Regions from separate parts of the Nomascus leucogenys genome. Here region 2 is linked to region 1. Evidence: chromatin contacts called from public Hi-C data. All regions are on one chromosome and are shown on one strand. Each heading gives the region's core, a stretch centred on a gene start, on an enhancer-like site or on the middle of the called end of the contact. The rest is flanking DNA. Distances are from core to core; before and after follow the strand shown. Region 1 holds the start of SMUG1 (single-strand selective monofunctional uracil DNA glycosylase). Region 2 holds the start of HOXC4 (homeobox protein Hox-C4).

What was found. A called contact is a pair of places that touch in the nucleus more often than the background predicts.
Region 2: a contact with region 1 is called in a Hi-C map of a lymphoblastoid cell line, with 2.7 times the contacts expected there. The contact joins the promoter of HOXC4 here to the promoter of SMUG1 in region 1. A contact is called at or near these places in 2 of 4 Hi-C or Micro-C datasets (a lymphoblastoid cell line and an unstated tissue).

The regions. Positions count from the first base shown.
Region 1 is chr11:56,742,620-56,749,558 of Asia_NLE_v1, reverse strand. It overlaps SMUG1 (single-strand selective monofunctional uracil DNA glycosylase), which reads right to left and starts at 2,913. Exons shown (of 4, transcript XM_003252886.3): 1 at 2,870-2,913; 2 at 1,794-1,880.
Region 2 is chr11:56,917,360-56,924,298 of Asia_NLE_v1, reverse strand. It overlaps HOXC4 (homeobox protein Hox-C4), which reads left to right and starts at 3,748. Exons shown (of 4, transcript XM_003252902.2): 1 at 3,748-4,277. HOXC6 (homeobox protein Hox-C6) reads left to right here and starts at 3,748. Exons shown (of 3, transcript XM_030822518.1): 1 at 3,748-4,277.

The DNA.
Region 1 (6,939 bases), core at 1,664-4,163:
CATTTTCAAAATGCCTTTCCTACCTCAACTCTCAAAACCTTGCACAAACCATTTCTGCAGTCCAACCAAATACACTCCTTAAGTCAACCAGGACATCATCCAGCAGTCATCCAGTCAACTAGGACTGTGATTCCCCAAACTGTCCACATATCCAAATCACTCCCATCCCTCAAAATGCAGCTCAAACCATCCCTTTAATAAAGTCTTCCCTCCTCAGAACACTGCAGTATTTGCCATAGTGTCCCAACCCCACCCCCAACACAAGTAGGTCCCGTGTGAGGCCTGGGAATCTGTGCTTTTGGTTGGTTTTTTTTTTTTTTTTTTTTTTTTTGAGACAGAGTCTCGCTCTGTTGTCCAGACTGAAGTGCAGTGGTGAGATCTCAGCTCACCGCAACCTCTGCCTCCCGGGTTCAAGTGATTCTCCCACCTCAGCCTCCTGGGTACTGAGATTACAGGTGCGCACCACCATGCCCAGCTAATTTTCGTATTTTTAGTAGAGACAGGGTTTCACCATGTTGGTCAGGCTGGTGTCGAACTCCTGACCTCATGATCTGCCCGCCTCAGCCTCCCAAAGTGCTGGAATTACAAACTGAGCTACCGTGCTCAGCCTGAGAATCTGTATTTTAAACAAGCTTCCCAGGGTGATTCTGATGGTTGGTGAAGGCTGAGAACCACTGTGTGTCACCATGGTTACCGCCGTCTTAATGAATTCCTTTTGCCTCCCCAGCTAAACTTGGGCAGATCAAGAGCCAGGCCTTGTTCAATCTCCCTCCATAAGCCCAAGGTCCTGGCCCTTATTAGGTACTCAACAAACACCTGCTCAGCAATGTCCATCTTCTTTTTCACGTTTGTTTAAAACTACCTTCTGTGCTGGGCGCAGTGGCTCATGCCTGTAATCCCAGCACTTTGGGAGGCCAAGGCAGAAGAATTGCTTGAGGCCAGGAGTTCAAGACCAGCCTGGCTGACATAATGAGACCCCATCTCTAAAAAATAAAAATAAAATAAACACCTTTTACCAAGGAGGCACTCCTGATAGATCCTTCTCCACTTCTATATCCTGAGTTCACTCAAGGCTCAGCTGCCCACTTTGCACTCTGCTTGTTTTCCAGGCTCCGGGTCTGTGGCCATCATATGTGCATCTCCCATGTGACAAGGACCATTGTCATTCCTTCCTCTCAACTTTCTGCCTGGGTCAGGAGTGACCTTTTCTCCCAGATGAGAACTCAAGGTTGACACAACAGCTTGATAAACCTGTTTTCTCACCCTAGCCTAGGGGAAGTGGGAGAGAAAAAAAATCAGAGGCCCAACTTACAAAGTCCTTCCCTGACTAATCTCAGTAGTCTTTAACTGATCTGTTGTCCAGGTGGCTACCCAGGACAAACTGGGCTCATACAAAAGCTGAGAAGGGTGCTGTGGAGAACGCCAGTGTTTCAGGGGACCTTGCTTTGCATCTCCCCATGCAACACCAACATTAGCAGATTGGCTGCTCCAGCTCTAGAATCTCGAGAAGTCTTGAGCCTACCTTTGACATTTAGACACCTGTGTTGCAAACAGCAAGGCTGGGAAAAAGAGTGGCAAGACACTACTTGCATTGTTCCATAACTTCAAAGCCTGATCTCATAGCAAGAGCCACAGGCTGGAAGTCAATTGATTTGAATTCTACTCCTGTTTCATCTCTAAGAAGGTTCTCTTGAGCAACTCATTTAACTCTCTTCTCTATGAAAATCACATACTCCATCCAACCTACCACCTGTTAACTCATTTATTTTTTTCAATACTTATGAGTCTCTTACATGACAGGCACTGCAGCAGTCTCTTGGTGAGGAAGAAATCCAGAAAGAGTAAAATGTAGGCCAGGCTTTCCGTAAGCTCATAATCGGCTGTGAGGGCAAATAAACAACTAACTGTAATATAGTGTGATGTGAGCTTTAATACCCGGAACAAAACACTAAGAGAACCCAAAGGAGGAACTTATAAGTTCTACTGAAATTCGCCCCAAGAGCCAGAGGCTTAAGAAATGTAGATATTTTATAAAATACGGTGTCATACTACATTAAGCACAAAGGCAGCGGAGTTGGACCCAGTGATAAGGCTGACCACCAAGGGCCGACTTCAGACTGATGTCAGACTTCTCTGACATCAAATCCAGGAAGTGAGGAAGGAATCGAAGATACATATGCACTCCCCTGTCCCTTGGAGGCACTCTGGGAGTCCAAGGGACAATAATAAATATCCTTAAGTTAAATAATAATAATAATGCATAGGCCGGGCGCGGTGGCTCACGCCCATAATCCGAGCACTTTGGGAGGCCGAGGTAGGCAGATCACGAGGTTAGGAGTTCGAGACTAGCCTGACCAACATGGTGAAACCCAGTCTCTACTAAAAATACAAAAATTAGCCGGGCATGGTGGCGCGCGCCTGTAATCCCACCTACTCGGGAGGCTGAGGCAGGAGAATCGCTTGAACCCGGGAGGCGGAGGTTGCAGTGAGCTGAGATCGCGCCATTGCACTCCAGCCTGAAGACAGGGCAAAATTCCGTCTCGGAAAAATAAATAAATAAACAATAATAATAATAATGCATAAACTCAAAAAGACCATTTCATCTGGTTCCAAAGGGGCCGACTACTAAGGCACCAGGCAAAACCTCCGGGGGCGCCCGCTGGCTCCGGCCGACTGGAAAGCCTTGATCCTGCAGACCTCCCAGGCGGTTTCACAGGCTGGGCTCTCCCTGCACTGAGTCTAACCCCATACGGAGGGAGGGACCCCAAAACACAGAAATTCTAACTACTCTCTGGGCTCAGCCCCGACGACCCTGGGAGCCCTCAACTTGCCCCCACAGTCCCGGTTTCCCAGCCTCCTACTTCCTCACCTGGTCCAGCTCCCCATCCCGTTTCCGGTTCCTTTCCCCCGCCCAAACCCAACCCCCGGCGCTAAGGACAGTGGGAGTCGTAGTCTACATTGTTTAGGGAAGGAGATTGGCGTACCCGCAGCCACATCCGCCGGAAATGCTCCAATCCCGGAAGGCGCGCTAAATTAGCCCTAAATATCGCTGGGAATTGTAGTTTAATCTTTCCATCAGCATTAAATCAGGAAGTCTTGAGAAGTGAAAGGCCAGAGCCTGTAAGTACCTAGAAAATCCTGGATTCTATCCCTAAAGGGCATCGCCCTTCCAAAAGTTCATTCACTGTTTTCCCAAAGGGATTGCAAATCAGGAAGCTTCAACCATCCCCAATCCCTCAGCCACCTGAGGGTATTAACAATAGCTAAAGACCATTTCTAGGCCCCCTGCCACCCTGGGTATAAGAGACCTCTCCTTTGCAGCCTGCCATTACTATATAGAACATCCACGAAGACATTTCTGGTAGCTCCTAACAACTCTTTAGCAAGGAGCATCCCCCATTACTGTCCAAGCCCATCTCCAGAGTGTCACCATTTTGACTTCTTTCTCTGCCTTGCTATCTGCCCAACCCTATAACCTCAGTATTAGTCAAGAGTTTTCCAGAGAAACAGAACTAACAGGATATCTATCTATATGACGAGATTTATCCCAAGAATTGGCTCACAGGATTGTGGAGGCCAAGAAGTCCCACAGTCTCCTGCTCTGCTGTCTATACACTGGAGAACCAGGAAAACAGGTGGTATAATTCAGGAAAGTCCAAAGCAGGGGAGGGGGCTCACTGCTAAGTCCCAGAGCCTGAAGGATGAAGAACCAGGAACTCCAATGATGTCCAAAGGCAGGTAAAATAGATGTCCCAGCTCATGAAGAAAGAGAATTTGCCTTCCTCCACCCTTTTGTTCTACTGGCCCCCAAGGGATTGGATGGTTCCCACCCATATTAATGAGGGTGATCTTCTTAACTCAGTTTACCAGTGCAAATGCGAATCTCTTCCAGAAACACTCCACAGACATATCCGGAAATAATGTTTTACCGGCTATCTGGGTGTCCCTTAGACCACTCAAGTAGACACATAAAGTTAGCTATCACTCTTCCATCCAAATCTTCTCCCTCAAATACTTTGTCCATGAAGGCTTCCCTGATCAATCCTCATCCCATGGCTGCACCTAACAGTCCATTCCCCCACCATTCCCCCATCCCAATATCTATGTCCAAATCTGTCCTATTCCTAGTTTTGTTCTTGTGCTCTATCTGGGTCTGGTTCTGTGTCCTGACTCTAAAACTTTCATTAGACTGGGAACCCCCTAAGGTTAGTTATCTTCTATATTCCTCCCACCCCACAATCTCCACACACCTTAGCACAGCCAAGGCTCTAATCACAGAAGCAAGGTATCCCTGTGAGTGGTAGAGAAGGAGACCTATAAACCCCAGAACAGGAAGAAGTGAGAGAAAAAGGATGCCACTCCCTTCCCAGGACTTGTCTGATCTCCTATCAACAAAAACTTAATGGGTGCAGTAGGAGCTTCAGGGAGCTGTGAGCAGTGACCTGCTGACATCAAGGGTGAGAAACTACCCTGACCCTTGCAAGACTTTGGAAATGGAATTAATCGTCCACCTCAAGAAGCCCATAATTTCCTGAGCTTTAATTTTTACCAGATCCTCTCCCTCTCTGTGTCTCTCTCTGCCTATCTTATTTTCCCCTCTCTACTTATGTACATTTATCTCTATTTCTAGTCTTTTGTGTAGCTTTCTCTCTGTATCTGCATGTCTCTGTCTCCCTCTGTGAACATCTCCCTGTTTCTGCTTCTTACCCTAGAATGACTGGAATAAGAGAATCTGAGCTTCTAGAACAAGTTCCCCCATCTCTGTGTATCTATGTATTTCTGTGTTTCTGACCAAAAAATAAGGTGAGAGGACCTCATTGTGGTGTCATCTCGTTGCTTAAAAATTCCAGGATTTCCACCATCCCTTGGACAACCCTCCTGCCCACCCCCGACCCCTCTGTCACTTGCTTGCCCAGCACTTCTGTTCTAGTTTGTCATCTTGGCAGCCCCTCCACATTCAAAGTCAGCTTCTGGCAGAAGAGTAATGAGTGAAATGAGTAACACGCAAGCAGAGATCCCCCAGGACCTCCACCTCCCCACCCCTGATTTCAATTTCCTAGAAGACTTGAATAACTGTTTCTGTCCCTATAAGCCCATCCACCCCAGGGAACCCAGAGACAGGAAGTCCAGATATAAGGAGAAACTGAGGCTTAGGCAGCCCACAGTAAGTCCCTACAGCTAATGCCAGAGGGACCTGGGGCCTTCTCTGTCTCTAGTCCATGCTATTCCTCCCCACCCAGTGAGTCACTCCCAGGAAAGATGGAGGTGAGGCGCTCTCCTGAAGTAGGGGTGCTTAGAAACAGAGACCCTGAGGCTTTCAAGAGATAGAGCCCAAGAGATGAAACATGGGCTTGGGTGCAGCCCTCCCAACCAGTCTCTTCCATTTATTAGTCTTCATGTCTTCTGGGAAGTCTTCAGGAGGCTGCTGACTGTGATTTACGGGTAGAGCCTTGTAGGGCAGGAACAGAAGATGACCCAGGTTATCGCCTGGGTAAAAGCCTAGAGAGTTGAGTCACCGGGCCTGGGGCAGGGCTCCAGGCATACCCACCAGCCAGCTCCTCCGTCCTGAGCCCGGGAGGGAAGGGGTTAACCGGCTCACTTGTTTTCCTTTGGTTTCCTCGAGCTGCTGGAGCTGTGTTGGGCCATGAGCGCCATCTATCGGCCTCTTCGGGTCCTAGCTCCGACTTTGCTCACTTGGGCTTCTAGGCGGATCTTTCAGCCTTTCCCTTCCCTCGCCGCTTCTCACGGGGAAGGGCCTCCCACTGCAGAAAACAAAGATCGGGAATTGGAGAAGGTGAAGGCCATGTTTCCCCCTTCCTAGACACCAAGTGTCACCCTGCTCAGTTCCCACTCACTGTTTCTGACCTGGGGAGCCCCAAAGGGGGTTCTGGTGTTTAACTTTCAGTGTAGCCACCTTCCCCACTTCCACTACACTGGGCCCTGTCTCGATTAGCCCAACAAACATCAAAAGAGCATAGGACAGTGAAGGCAGCATAGCAGAGGCCTCAGGACTGTGGGCTCTGGAATCAGACTGCTGCATTTGAATCCAAGCTCTGCCACTTACTCATGGTGACCTTGGGCATGCTACTTAATTTCTCTGTGCCTCAGTTATCTTAGTTGTAAAATGGGATAATCATTGTAAGCTCCATCTTCTTTTGTGATGTTTAAATGACTTAATTACATTAAGTGCTTATTACACAATTTGGGCTCCACAAAGGGTAGTTATTGCTGTTGCTTTGCCAGGGTCTCAGGCAGATGCTAGTCTGAGTACCCAAGACCCAGTCCATGAAGCCCTATCAGACACACAAGCATGGAGGACAGGACTGGGGAGCTCATCCTGTAGATTTCCCAAAGACGGTGACCTGCATGCAGGGTTAGGTTTGGAGTTGGAGGTTCAGGATTGCAAGGAAAGTAACTCTTCAGGTCTCCAAGGTCAGCAGGAGTTGAGATAAGGAAGTCACAGCAAGAAAGAACCTGAAGTAAAGATGTAGGAAGGAAATGCATTAAGGAAGAAGCATTAACGGGCCCTTTAAAGGGCCCTGATTTGGGGAAGGGAAAAGGGCTCCTTGATGTGTGAGTTAAGCAAGGGCCACTGCATCCCAAGGACATGTCCTTGGCACAGGTGCAAAAGTCTCCAGACTTGATCAGATTCCCCATGCTTCCCCATTTCATCTGTGGGGACTTAACACTCAATGTCTTTTCCTCAGCCTAGTGAGGAGGGGCACTTACAAGGAGAGAAAGCTATCTGCAGGGCCCACAAACTGAGGAGCTAGGCTGTGAGTTCATCCATTTGTGTCTTTTTTTTTTTTTTTTTTTTTTTTTTTGAGACAGGGTCTCACTCTGGAATGCAGTGGTGTGATCATGGCTCACTGCACTCCTAGGCTCAAGCAATCCTCCCGCCTCAGCCTCTCCAGTAGCTGGGACTACAGGTGCACACCA
Region 2 (6,939 bases), core at 2,499-4,998, 170 kb before region 1:
TCCACCCTCCTCCTCCTCAGCCTTGGGCTGGGCCCAGACAAAGAATCTGCCCTATGCAACTATGACTTTTTCTTCCAGGGTCTGGGGCTGAGGATGAGATAGTGGGGTTCCTTCTGATCTCCACATGCCCCTTGTGGCCAGACCTTAGCACCCAGCACCCAGCACTAGAATAATGAACCGGGTGGGGATGTGTGAGGCTCAAGGCAACTGGCTGGCCTGTCTGCAGGGCTTGCCTGAAGATGCCTGAAGATGGGGGATGCTAAGAATGAGGATGAGGAAGCTTAAGCCTGAAGGAGAAGAGAAAGGAAGGGAAAAGTAAGTGAGCCCGTAGGCGAACAGCCTGAGCCCACATCCTGAAATTCAAATTCAATCCTCTGCACAGGAAGATTGTCATCACTGTCATTCAGCCTGCTTGCGTCCATTCCAACTTCTGTTCAAACGGTTTAAAGTCCACTCCCCACTTCACCTTGGCAATTGGGCAGCTTACCCGGCCCCCATAGTGTGGGCCATTGGCCTGGGGGATGGGCCTGCTGAGTGGACAGCCTGCCACCCCAGCCACAGTGGGGTAAGAGGGAATCTTTATTGGTATCTTCATTCCCCAAAATGAAGAACTGAAGGCTCAGGGACCCAGGGGGTAGAAGGGTTTCTCACTTCTCTCTGGAGAGTCCTGGACTTCAAAATTCTGTTTATGCCAACAAGATTCTGGTCAAATAATCCCAAATTCCAGAGATACAAGTCTTCTGACTCAGTCAGGAGAGGGGAAAAGGGAGGGGAGGGATCTTCTGGTCTTAAAAACCAGACCCCTAAAGGCTGAAATATTTTTGAGGCCAGATTTTCTTTCTTTTTCTCTTCTCTCTCTCTCTCTCTCTCCTCTCTCTCTCTCTCTCTCTCTCTCTCTCTCTCTATCTCTCTCTCTCTCTCTCTCTCCTCCCCACCCCTCATCTGTCTAGCTCCTGGTCAATGATTTTCCCAGACCTAGGCCCAGGCCAACTCTTGTTTTGTGGAATTTCACCCAGGTCCCAGTCACTGGCCCTCACGCAAACCGGGCCTGAAAATCGGGCCTGAGTACAGAATTGAGTCCGGCTTCCTTCGTAGGGGACTCCTGCAGCCCGAGAAAGGCTGTGAATTGGAAGCCCAGGCTGCAGGCAGCTGGCGCAGCTTTGAGCAGGAGCTCCGAGAAATCTGCTCTAACTTGGGGTCCCTGCTGTGAGCAGCGGCACCAGCCAGGTAACCCTGTTCTCAGTGGTACACACCGGCTACCCACCAGGGAGGCCAGAAAAGAGGGCATTTCGCTCAGACCTCGGGCCTTCCCACAGGCGTGTCCTCCATACTCCGAGGGATGGCCGAGGTCCCGTTTCGTTTTTAAACGTGGAATTATGATTGCTATTAATAAAAATATCTGGCCCAGTAGCCTAGCGGAATGAACCCAGCATTAAATGGCTCCGAAGGGCCTCGCCGCCTTTTCCCTACACCAAATGTCCCATTCATCCCTTGTCCTGTTCAGCAATGTCCGTGGCCCCAAGCCCGGTGCGTCGGAGGGCGGGGTGCGTCTGGCACCCGGCTTTACTCGAGATGCCAGGCATGGAGAGGGCTAAGCCGAGGGAGCCCCAGCCACCCCCTCATGCAGTACCCGCTCCCCCACCCCTCCTGCCCACCGCCTCTGTTTTCTCGTTTGGAAAGAAATGGAGGTAAAAACCCGTTTTATGGGGGAACGTAATTGTGAGCGGGATGCGCTCTCTTTAGAATCGCGTCCTCCCAAATGCTCCCGCCGTCCCATTACCGGAATGGGGACCATTCGGCTGCTGCAGATAGGACTTTCTCTCCCATTCTTTACTTTTTTATTAGCCAATCAAAGTGGCTTCCGAAAGCCATTTGTGATTTGTGAAAAATAGTATCTTTCAAAATGCTGAGTTGAAGCATCTCGCTCATTGCTCCTTGAATTTATTATTCTAATCTCAACCGTAGAGGTGGAATAATGCAGCTATTAAGTTGGGGGGCAAATTCGTTTCTCTGGATTAAATTTTTTTTCCTCCCCACTCCCTCATTGCATCAGTCAAGGAAGGTGCGGACCTGCAAGAGATCTGGGGGTGGGTGAGAGAGGTAGTGAGCGTCCTGAAGGGCTCCTTGAGGGACCCTTGGATAGGCGAGTGGTTTGGTCTCCCCAGTCTTATCTTCCCCAGATAAGATGCCCTAATGACTGCCTGCTGACTGGGAAAGTTACCCCGTCCCAATCAGGGAGAACTCAGGACAGGTTGTGCCACAGTCTAGAAGTAAAATTTCCGGTGAACTGCCCGCAGCGCCGTCCCATTCTCCCTGCTGCCCATTGTGAAAAGCTGGGCCAGCGCTTCCTTGTCGTAATTTTTAACTACCTGTTATAAAATTTATGGGTGGGTTTGTAAAAAGAAACGAGTTCCCTGCATCCGGCCTAGGGAACTGCTTTGCTTACTATGGAGGAAGTTTGGGGAAAGCATGAGGTATCCCCTCTTGGTCAGGGTTGAGGCACCCAGCCATTGAGATTCCCATGCCAGCTTGATGCGGGACCAAGTGGAAAGCTGCCGGCCTTCAAATCTCGAGCCCGTGGGGAGAGTGACCTGGCTGCAACCCCTCCCCCGGCAAATAGTCTCTATGGGGGAATTTATCCTGGACTCACCTTCAAAATTAGGGGTCTGGAAAAACAGGCTGCTCGAAATTTTAGCACAGAAGGTGGAATTCAGGGCAGTAAAAGGTTATTTTTTCAGGCCTCGGTACTACATCCCAGCTGCCCAGACATTGAATCAGGAAATTTTTCTGAGAAAGGCAGGGGGGTGTGGGCAATCTGACACGATCCAAAAGGCTTACTGCCTTGCACCCCTCCCCGCAAAAAGGAAGTAGAGACCAAGATCTTGGGGCTTTAATTTTATTTTTAATTGTAAAAAGATTTCAAATAAGCCACCATTTGAACTGGGCAAGGAAATTAGGGATGGTCTTGGGGGAAAATGTCATTCTCTCTAAGAAAGGGACCCCGGGGATGAGGGTCATTTTGAGGGTCCTAGAAGTTGCCCCCAATTCTCACCTCTCCTGCTGCACTGCAGGCTTGCCCAGGGTAGGTCTAGTCCCCTAGGTTCTTCAGACCACTCCAGGTCAGGTTTGGTTGGGTGGCTGCCAGTGGTCTTCGACTACTGTTCCTGTCTAGGGTGGAGTAGGGGCTTTCAGGGGTACTCCATAGAGGGGATGTTGTTCTCTTACTAAAAAAAAAAGGGGGGGTAGGGAGGCACCCTTTCAATCCCTGCCATTCACCAACCATCACTGCCTCAAGACCACAAATCTTTGCAAAGCTTTGAATTCCCCCTGATCCAACCTTAATGCCCCCATTTATTAAGGACAATATTTAAAACTCGGCAAGCCAGGAGAGGCAACTGACCCTCAGTGCTTGAGGCTTTCTTTCGTCTGGGCATCCGCCCGCAGCTCTTTCTGCGCTCGCCTGCAGCAGCCTGGCCCGTGGGGAGTGGGCGTTGGGGGGGGGGGTAGGGGTGGGGTGGGGGTCCGGGGATGCGCCCTCTATGAGAGAATTGGGTAAACATGGCGACCGCGGCGCCCATTTGCACACGCTACACAAATGCATCGCATTCCCGGTTGTTTGCAGAAAATTTACAGCTGAGTAATAAAAGTTTACGATCGACTCACAAGTTGGATTGGCCACAAGAAGTCATGTGGATTCCATCCATGAACGTGAACTTTTTATTGTGGTTTGTCCTTTCCGAGCGCTCCGCAGAACAGTCCTCCCTGTACGAGCCTAACCATTGCCAGGGAAACCTGCGCTGGGCGCTCCCTTCATTAGCAGTATTTTTTTTAAATTAATCTGATTAATAATTATTTTCCCCCATTTAATTTTTTTTCCTCCCAGGTGGAGTTGCGGAAGCTGGGGGCAGCTGGGGAGGGTGGGGATGGGAGGGGAGAGACAGAAGTTGAGGGCATCTCTCTCTTCCTTCCCGACCCTCTGGCCCCCAAGGGGCAGGAGGAATGCAGGAGCAGGAGTTGAGCTAGGGAGCTGCAGATGCCTCCGCCCCTCCCCTCTCCCAGGCTCTTCCTCCTGCCCCCTTCTTGCAACTCTCCTTAATTTTGTTTGGCTTTTGGATGATTATAATCATTTTTATTTTTGAATTTATATAAAGTATATGTGTGTGTGTGGAGCTGAGACAGGCTCGGCGGCGGCACAAAATGAGGGAAGACGAGAAAGACAGAGTGGGAGAGAGAGAGGCAGAGAGAGAGGGAGAGAGGGAGAGTGACAGCAGCGCTCGGTAAGTGTTTCCTTATTGGTTCAAATATGTAACTAATGGTCCGTAGCTGGGTGGCGGTTTCAAGATAAGGACAGCAGCGGCTTGTCTTGGTTAGGGAGAAGAGGGGGCTGGCGAGAGGGTGGGCGCGTAGTTAATTATGGGGAGGAAAATTGGAGGGGGGAGAGAAATGGGGTTAAACTGGAATACTGGTAACTGGTAGTGGGGCGATTGTGTTGTCCTAATGTCACTGTGTGCCAAGTTGGGGGTGGGGAGGCAAGGGAACAGCACCTGTGGGGCTCAAGCCGGCGGTCTAGGGCGCCAGCTCTCTGCTGCCCACTGTGTCAGTACCTGCTTATTATAGATCTTCGGCCTCTTGGCTAATGGAACTGGGTCGGAGGGGACCTGGAAGCTCAAGCTCCAGGCAGGAGAGAGAACCTAGAGGCTGTGCCCATTGCCCCCTAAGCAAAGTCAGCCCCCCAACCCCCAAACAAACTTTCCAGCGTCCCCTCCCTGTCTGGCAGCCCCCTCCCTCCCAGAGAGCGCGACTGCTAGAGCTCACACATGCGCAGTGTGGGCCCAGGGCCGGGCCGCCGAGCAGGAAGCGGGAGCAGCTAGGCGGCTGGCGGGGCCTGTTAATTGGCAATTAGAGGGGAGGCTGGTGGCTGGTGCGCGTCAGCCGAGAGGAGAACGTCTGCCCACCCCCTGCTCCCGCCCCCACTCGGGCGGATGGAAGGGTGGGAGGTGCCCTGCGTTGGGTGGAGGGTGGAGGTTGTAGGGTGGGGGTGGGGGATGCCGTACTCAAAAGCCATCTTGTGCTCGGAGAAAAGAGGCCTACCGGCTTTCCCTTCCCAGGTCCGGCACCCCTCACCCCAACCGCGGCCATCCCAGCCGGGATGCCCACTGGACCGGGATGCCCGCTCGCCACGCATGGCTGCTCTGGGCTAGGACCTGCCTCGCCTGGGGCGGAGGTGGGAATGGGGAAGGCCCTAGGTTGGGCGGGGACAGGCCCAGTCCTCCTGGCAGAGTCTCCTAGGTACTGTGGAGGCAGTGAGGATTCCGGGGGCTACTGGCTTACGGGGTAGGGGCCTCAGGCTGGGGCGGCTGGAGGGTCCTGGGCACTCGGGATCTCTCTAATAATTGGTGCTAATGGCCTGTTGTATAGTCTTAACCCGACGCATATGGTTTCATAACACAGTGGCTTAATTTCTTCCAAATGTACGTGGCCCTGAATGTGTTGCAGTTTGATATATGACCCCGCCCTGCTCCCCGGCCTGGGTCCGAGGCTCCGAGGCGGCCCCTGTAAGTGTGAATTTCTGTTTATAAACGGCGACGCACACGCAAACGCCTACACACCCAGGCAGACACACTCGGAGGCGTGGGGGAGCATATTCCAGACGAGGCCCGAGAGAGCCTGGGGGCCAGACACACCTTGGCCTGGGGGCCAAGACACCCCCCCTACCCCCACCCTCGCCCAGAGGCGCGACTGGGATTCTGCGCCAAGTCCCAGTGGGGGAGGGGATCGCTCCACGATTTCCTGTTTAAACCCTGACCCGTCGTCTGTGGTGGGGGGGGCGGGGGAGGGGGAAGAAACCTGTTTTTATCAAATTTTTAAAAATACAGTTTGCATTCAGATCAAACCGCTTGGGCCAGAGCTGACGGTTAATTTTATCTCCCCTCCCCCACAACCCCCTTCCCTTCCTTTTCTGCCCCCCCAAAATTCCCCTTTCGCAGCCAACATAAAGGCCTCTGAGGTATTCTCCCGCGGGAAGAAATGGCATTTTCTCTCCCCCTCCCCCACCCCCCCCTCCCCAGTAGGACTTGTGTGTCGGCAGAGGCGTCTGACGAGGGGCTAATTTCGCCTTCCTTGTTTACGATCGAGAAAAGCGCTTGGCTCTCCCCAAATGGGCCCAGCCCGCCGCCTGCTCCGGCTGCCGCGCGCTCTCCTGCCGCTCAGGCACGGCCCAGGGGCTGACGCCCCGAGGATCCAGCCTGCGGCAGGCCGAAACCCGGAGTCTGTGGGACCTGAAAAGGGCAAAGGGAGTGCGGTGGGACACAGGAGGGGCCCCGAGAGGCCCGAAAAAGGGAGCCTTTCTCCTGGCGTAATGTGGGAATCGCCGACCGGTGAGGCCTCTATTTCTCTCTTTCGCCTGCATTTTGTCAGCCCCCGCCCCTGTGGATGGCCGCTGATGGGGGGGGAACACAAGTGTCCTTTGTCCGCCCCCGAAAGAAAACCTCTTCCAGAGAAGGCCATGCAGGCCAGTGGAGATTCACCTGGAATATTAGAAGGGCCCCCTCCCACCCGAGGGGCGGGCCTGGGCGAGGCTGGGGTATTTCTCTTAATTCTAGAACGACCTCACTGAGTGTGCCCACAGCGAGATTTGGGGGTGCTAGAGTTCGAGGCTGGCCGCTTAACAGCACCATCCTGAGGTGTCTTTATATAATATTTTAATTGATTTTCTGTCCCTTCCTGGCTACAGCCCTGCAGCTCCCCCACTCCCATCCTATGCCCTTCACCCCAGACCCATCATCCTTAGAAGACAGAGGCAAGCAGAGAAGGCATAGCAGCAGCGACCGGCCCTCTATTTTCATTTTCCACTCTGGCCAAGGGATAAACTGGACCCCAGTGGACTCCAGCACCAACTCTGCTTCCCAGTTACTTTCGATTTTCTTTCCCTTCTCCTTC